2 separate regions of the Mus musculus genome follow, and region 2 is linked to region 1. The links are chromatin contacts, called in public promoter capture Hi-C maps. All regions are on one chromosome and are shown on one strand. Each heading gives the region's core, a stretch centred on a gene start, on an enhancer-like site or on the middle of the called end of the contact. The rest is flanking DNA. Distances are from core to core; before and after follow the strand shown.

Evidence for each region. Promoter capture Hi-C pulls out the DNA fragments that hold promoters and counts their contacts.
Region 2: a promoter capture Hi-C map of liver shows a contact between it and region 1, with 3 times the contacts expected there. The contact joins the promoter of C1qbp here to the promoter of Arhgef15 in region 1. A contact is called at or near these places in 3 of 39 promoter capture datasets (liver and pre-B cells) and 1 of 9 other capture datasets (liver).

Annotation. Positions count from the first base shown.
Region 1 is chr11:68,955,293-68,958,698 of GRCm38.p6, reverse strand. It overlaps Arhgef15 (Rho guanine nucleotide exchange factor (GEF) 15), which reads left to right and starts at 1,812. Exons shown (of 16, transcript NM_177566.4): 1 at 1,812-1,853. Gm32273 (predicted gene, 32273) reads right to left here and starts at 1,712. Exons shown (of 3, transcript NR_168013.1): 1 at 1,661-1,712; 2 at 895-1,305.
Region 2 is chr11:70,981,307-70,984,773 of GRCm38.p6, reverse strand. It overlaps C1qbp (complement component 1, q subcomponent binding protein), which reads left to right and starts at 1,748. Exons shown (of 6, transcript NM_007573.2): 1 at 1,748-2,049; 2 at 2,454-2,604. The coding sequence starts at 1,824. Dhx33 (DEAH (Asp-Glu-Ala-His) box polypeptide 33) reads left to right here. Exons shown (of 12, transcript NM_178367.4): 12 at 1-683.

The sequences.
Region 1 (3,406 bases), core at 563-3,062:
TCTGCCTCCCGAGTGCTGGGATTAAAGGCATATGTCACCACGCCCGGCTTCTGATTTTATTTCTAACAATATAAAATTATTTGGGTGTATGCATATGTGCGTGCTTGCTCTCTATGGCTATGTGCATGTGAGCACTGAGGCTCATGGAAGCCAGGGGTGTTCGATTCCCCAGGAGCTGGAGAGACAGGCAGTGGTAAGCCACCCAATGTGGGTGCTGAGAACTGAACTTGAGTCCTCTGGAATAGCAGCAGTGCTTTCATCTGCTGAGCCATCTCTCAGTCCTTCCTTCCTTCCTCTTGATTATCTCCAGTTATGTGCCTCTGTGTGTGTGTGTATGTGTGCTATGCATGTTGGTGCCCTTGGAGGCTAGAAAAGGCTGTCTGTGGGAAGTCTGTTTGGATGTGTTCCTAAATGTTGAGCCTTCTCTGTAGCCCCCTTAGTTTCCTTTCTTTCACTCTGCAGCACTCAGATGGAACTCGGAGCCTCATAAACCACTTTAATGGGCTACTGCTAGCTCACACCTCCAGCCTGGATTTCCTTTCCTTTCCATTTTTTTCTTTTTTTCTTCTTTCTTTCTTTCTTTTTTTTTTTTTTTTTTTTTTTTTTTTTGAGACAAGACCTGACCAGGTAGCCCAGTGGATTGAAATTTTAGAGTAGCCAGAACAGACCTCTTTGAGAGGGTTCCTTCCAGCTGCCCAGAGAACATGAAGAAATGCTTCAGGGAGATTTCTGGGAAGATTTTCAGGCATTAGGAGAACTCCAAAAATCCTAAGGTAGGAATAGGCCTGAAGGGAGAAGCTGGGAAATAGGGCAGATTGTGTGGTCCCTTAGAAAGACTAGGTTTTTTGGCTTTCTGCAAGAAGGGGTTTAAACCATCTTTCAATACAAGCTTACCTGATTTTTCTTCCCAGTGTCTTGATGTGTGCCCACGGAGTAACATCTGACAGGAACTTGCCCCTGCAACCCCCACCAGTCTCCCTCCCTCCTTTCTCCCCCAGCATTGACTTCCAGGACATTCGCTGTGGGAGCTTCCCAGTGCAACACTGAGAGCTGGGGCCTCCCGAGGAACTGGGAACACAGAATAGTGAGCAGCAAGTCACTCTACAGATCCAGGGGATCCCCTTCCCCACCACCCTCAACACTCACAACCCTGGTCTGACACAATGGCTGGGTGGGGCCAAGGCACTGGCTTCCTCTGCGGAGATGGAAATCTGGGCCTTCAGTTCCCGCCTCAGAGACGCAGGAACAGTTATCTGGAGAGTTTGGGCGGCATTTGGTGCTCCGAAGGGACAGGGGAAAGATTTGCTGAAAACAAAAAAACGACCTCAAACCATAGAGGTAAATTCCTGGTGGGGTGGGGTGGGGCCTCTGCAGATGTGGGGGAGGGTGGAGAAGAGAGGATCCCTCAGTGCAAAGTGTGGTTGGCTCACACCAAGGTTGGAAGATGGGGACGTAGACAGTTGTGCAAGCCAGACATCCCTTAGCTAAGAGGGAGGCATGAAGATGGTCATGCCGTTCTGCCAGCCCAGCTTGCCCAGGGCTGCCCACCCTCATTTGAACACCCTCCCACACACACACCCGCACCGTCACACACACACACCCCTCCCGCCACGCAGCAGTACAGGTGAGGGTGCATCGGAAACTAGCCTCCTCTGCATACCTGCGTGCCAGTCTTCTCTAACCTCCAACATCTTGGATGCCGGATTCCTCACATCCTCTAGGCCCGGTGTGCGCATGTGGAGCCTGGTGTGGCTGGGGGTGGTGGTGTCCGGTTGGGAGGAGGATCGGATTCCTGTTTCCTGCCCCTACTCACTCAGCTCTCGGAGGTGACTGGGAGTGGAGGGAACTGGAGGGTAAGTGCTTGGGGTCCCCCGACTCTCTGGGCTCATTCTGGAGTGGGTAAGGAAGTAACATGCGGTACCCGGTATGGGGAAGGGTGGGTTCCCTGAAGGTGCAGAGACTGGGGAACAGGAGGCCAAGCTTGGGTAACCACACTGACTGGTTGGTTTATTGGCACCATGCAGGGGCCACTGAGTGAGCTGCAATCTAAGGGGTTCCTGATAGCCATCTTTTCTCAACTTAACCTGGGACTGGAAGGCTATGATTTCTGACTGCCATAGGGAATTTAGAGGCTCTCTTGTGTCCCAGCTCTTCTCCCCATCCTCCTGATCCTCAAGAGGTAGAGTAGCACAGGTCCCACCGTCCCTGGGCTGCTGGTTCTGTGCCTCAGCCTGAACTTGTAGCCACCTCCCTGGCATTAGACAGGACCCAGAGTCAAACTGGAGCCTCTTTCTATGACCAGACCCAGGTGTGGCAGGAATAAGAGGATGGGAAGCAGAAGAGACCAGGCTGGGGCCTCCTGGTCTCCTGGGGTCAGAGGCTCCAGGAATCTTCAGGGCAGGAAAAGGAGACTAAAAATAATCCGGAAAGGGAGAGTCCGGAGAGAGGAACTGGGAAATGGGAGGGGGGAGGAGAGGCAGCCAGAGTAGGGAAACAGTGATGCATCCCTCAGCTCCTGCACCACACACACACACACACACACACACACACACACACACTCACTCACTCACACACACACTCACACATACACACACTCACAATACACACTCACACACACATATACTCACACACACATACATACCACACACACACTCACACCACACACTCACACACACATACACACCACACACTCTCACACACACACTCACACATACACCACACGCACACACACAAACACACACACTCACATATACACACACTCACACATACACACCACACAACACTGTCACACACACACTCACACATACACCACACACTCACACACACCACACACCACACAAACACACACACATACACACCACACACACACACTCACACATACACACCACACACACACTCTCTCTCACACACACATACACACCACACACACTCTCTCTCTCTCACACACATACACACCACACACACCACACACACTCTCTCACACACACACCGCACACACCACACACACACACACACAGTGCTCGAACCACATATTTCTTGATGTGTCTGTGACCAGCCACGACTGACTCCACTCTTCCACAACACAGCTTCCCAGGGCACACTCAACTCTCACTCATCCAGCCCTGGTTAACAGCGCACACCCGCTTACATAAACTCCTACACACAGCAACTACACCAGCAAGGTGATTTCTCCTCATTGAATCTTGCTACCCCTGCCTCCCCATCCTCCCCAACGGCCTGTCCCTACCTCCCCCCCCCCCCCCCCCCCCGTCCTCTTGGCTTGACTGTGGCAGCAAAAATCCTAGAGAAGCTGGACATTGTGATACAGCTCCAGAGGACGGAGGCAGGAGGAACAGAAGTTTTGAGGCCAGTCCGGGATGCTGAATGAGAGATGCTGTCTTTAAAA
Region 2 (3,467 bases), core at 499-2,998, 2.0 Mb before region 1:
CGAAGAAATTAATGCTTATCTTCAGCCAAAGGGACAGCTCTCTTCAAGCTTTCTTAAGAAAGTGAAATGTTTTGTGGTTTTGCTGCAGTACAACCTGAGCTACTTTTCAAGTTGGCAAACTCTCCAACCTGAAGACTCCAGCCTGGACAGAATAGCCTCCAACAGACAGATGAACTTCCACAACAGCCCTGCGTGCTGCAGGGGTTTATCTTCTTGGTAACCGTGGCCTGCGACACCCGGGGCACCAGTTCCATTACCAGGATCCCTGTGAGAACATTTGCATCTCTTATAACAGGATTCCAAAACAGCAAAGTATTTACTGTGGCACAAATCCTTGTGCTCCAGCTACCAGGGTCTGTTTGGAACTGTGGCCGCGCATCTAAGATGCCATTCCTTGAGCACATAAACTAGACTATACCGGTGGGGAAACAATTCTCTATAGACTGCTGTAGTGTAGAAAACTGACAAGCGGATTTGGACATGTGCTCTGTTCTCTCTGGTCTCAAACATAAAAGAACAGTTCTAGTATATAATGCTCGAAATTTGCTTTTGACTATCAAATCCATAAAAACTGAATCTTGTATAATGATCTGTGTGGCCTCTTTTGTTGGGCCTCCTTTCCCTTATTTAAAGAATGCTGTTTAGAATATTAAACATTATTCTTACTGCCATTCATTCGATAAGTCTTGGTATCCAGCATTTACTTTTGTTTTTTTTTTTTTTTGAGAAGTCTTTTTCATGTGACCCTGACTGTTCTGGAACCTGCTGTGTAGACCAGGCAGGTCTCAAACTCAGTTGTTTGCCTACCTCCCTGATGCTGGGACTATAATGCATGAGCAGGGCTTTTGTTGTTTGTTTTGGGGTGTGTGTGAGTGATTTGGTTGGTTTTTGTTTTGTTTTGTTTTGTTTGGGGAGGGGAGTGGTTTTGTTGATTGGTTGATTGATTGATTTTTTTTTAAATACCTTTGAGTGTTTTGGTATCTGCTGCCCTGGAACTGAAGTTAGATAGTTGTGAGCAGGCATGTGGATGCTGGAACTAGAACTCTAGTCTTCTGCAAGAGCAACAATGCTCTTAATCACTGAGCCATATCTCCAGCCTCTTATCCTTGATTCTTTTTTTTTAATAGATATTTCAAATGCTATCCCCTTTCCTAGTTTCCTCTCCAAAAATCCCCTAAACCCTCCTCCTCCCCCTGCTCCCCAACCCACCCACTCCCGATTCCTGGCCCTGGCATTCCCCTGTACTGGGGCATATAATCTTCGCAAGACCAAGGGCCTCGCCTATGATGTAAGCCATATATTCCTGCTCCCAGGAAACCGATGGTCCATTAAAACTGGCCCATGAATTGTTAGGGCGTGCAAAGGTTTCCAACATAAATCCTTCATCCTGTTCTTGGGATTCTGGATCTAATGTCTAATGAGGCCAGGATGTCCACTCCACAGCAACTGCGTGCAGGTCAGCCTGGGCTTTCCAGAATTAGTCGGTTTCAGAAGATCGTTAAGTGATCTTTGAATATACGGTTTTGCGCGAGTTGGGGTGAACCTGAACGCATTCCGCGGTAACAAAGCTTGGTGTGGATTGAGAAAAGCAGGTGAATTGGGGAGAGTGGGCAGCAAGGGAGACATGGTGGTCAAGGTAGCTGAGTCAAGGCCTCCCCGACTGCACTGGCGGCTCCCAGCAGAGGGCGCGGTCCGGCCCGGATGACTGCAGTCCTCTGGGGTGGAAAGCGCTTCCCCGGGCGAGGGCGGGGCTTCCGGCAGCGCGCGAGGTCACACGGTGCCTTGGCCCGGTCGTCCTTCCCTCTGCACGTGTCCGCCCCGCGATGCTCCCTCTGCTGCGTTGCGTGCCCCGCGCCCTCGGCGCCGCCGCCTCCGGCCTCCGAACCGCCATCCCGGCCCAGCCGCTTCGGCATCTCCTGCAGCCCGCGCCCCGGCCATGCCTCCGGCCCTTCGGTTTGCTCAGCGTACGGGCCGGCTCGGCTCGGCGCTCTGGCCTCCTGCAGCCCCCGGTTCCCTGCGCGTGCGGCTGTGGCGCTCTGCACACGGAAGGTAAGGTTCACGCACCCTAGTCGGAGTGCGGCCACCCAGCTTGGAACAGACCCTCGTGATCGAAAGCTTCCCCCCCCTTCTCGCGTCTTGGAAATGTGGCTTAGCAAAGTCCGTAGGGTCGTGGTTTCAAAGTGTGGTTGTTGGTTATGTCTTTTGGAACCAGAAAGAGGATAATTGGGAATTCTTTTGTTTAATATGGGAAGTAATAGTAGTGAGTCCATGATAAGAAATAACCATCTCATGATAAATATCAGTTCAGCTCAGTAAGTATATCCTGCTCTTTTTATAGAGTGAGAAACGGACGTTTTAAGGAGTGATTTGGGCTAGTGTCGTAAGAATGGATACAGTCCGGTCTATCGGTAACCGGCTTTTCTCCCTTTGGGTCATCTTGGCTTTTCTTTTAGGAGACAAGGCCTTCGTTGAATTCTTGACTGATGAAATTAAGGAAGAAAAGAAGATCCAGAAACACAAGTCCCTTCCCAAGATGTCTGGAGATTGGGAGCTGGAGGTGAACGGCACGGAGGCTAAATTATTGCGCAAAGTTGCCGGAGAAAAGTAAGTGGCCCAGGGCTTGTATTCTGGGTTCTCAAGTCGGGAATCCCTGACTACAGCACCCTGTCCTGGCCATCCCCAGGAGAGCCTCAGCTTAGGCCCAGTACTTTGATAAAATGGCTTTTCTTTTTTGGGTTTGTTTGTTTTTTTTTTTTTTCCGAGGAAGGGTTTCTCTGTGTAGCCCTGGCTATCTTGGAACTCACTCTGTAGACCAGGCTGGCCTCGAACTCAGAAATCCGCCTGCCTCTGCCTCCCGAGTGCTGGGATTAAAGGTGTGCGCCACCACAGCTGGCCAATAAAATGGCTTTTAAGAAAGCATTTACTTGGAAAAGTTCTTAGGTTCCAGGGAGTGCATTCTCTGAATGAATACAGACTTCTGGGCTTGGTTATTAAGGAGGCCTGAAGCAGCTCCAGGGTGTGTAGAGGGGAGTCTGGGAGCCACAAGCGCAGTCACTGGCTTACTAATGAGGGATGCTGTGCCCAGTCTGGACCTAAGGGCTGGGACTTTTTTTTTTTTTAATGTTTAATAGTACTGATAAATTCATTTGTTTAGAACTCCCATCTGGCTTGTGTTTGTAGTAGTTAAAAATGCAAGGTATGTAACTTTTAAGGAAGAAGTTAGAGTGTAGAAAGGCCATCAGACAAAGGTAGAAGGTTCTTAGCCAAGCTTAGCTCTCGCTTTCCTAAACCGATCATTTCTGAGACAGGGTCTCTGTGTTGCTGCTGTAGAGCACAGACCAGCCTCTGACTCTTGGTCCTTCAGACACCTGTGTGCTGAGGTTGTAGGCACGTGCTACCACACACCCTTAAGACCGTTAAGCCCTTGTTTGTGCTGTTCTGTGTTACACAGTCGCCCACGGCCTTCC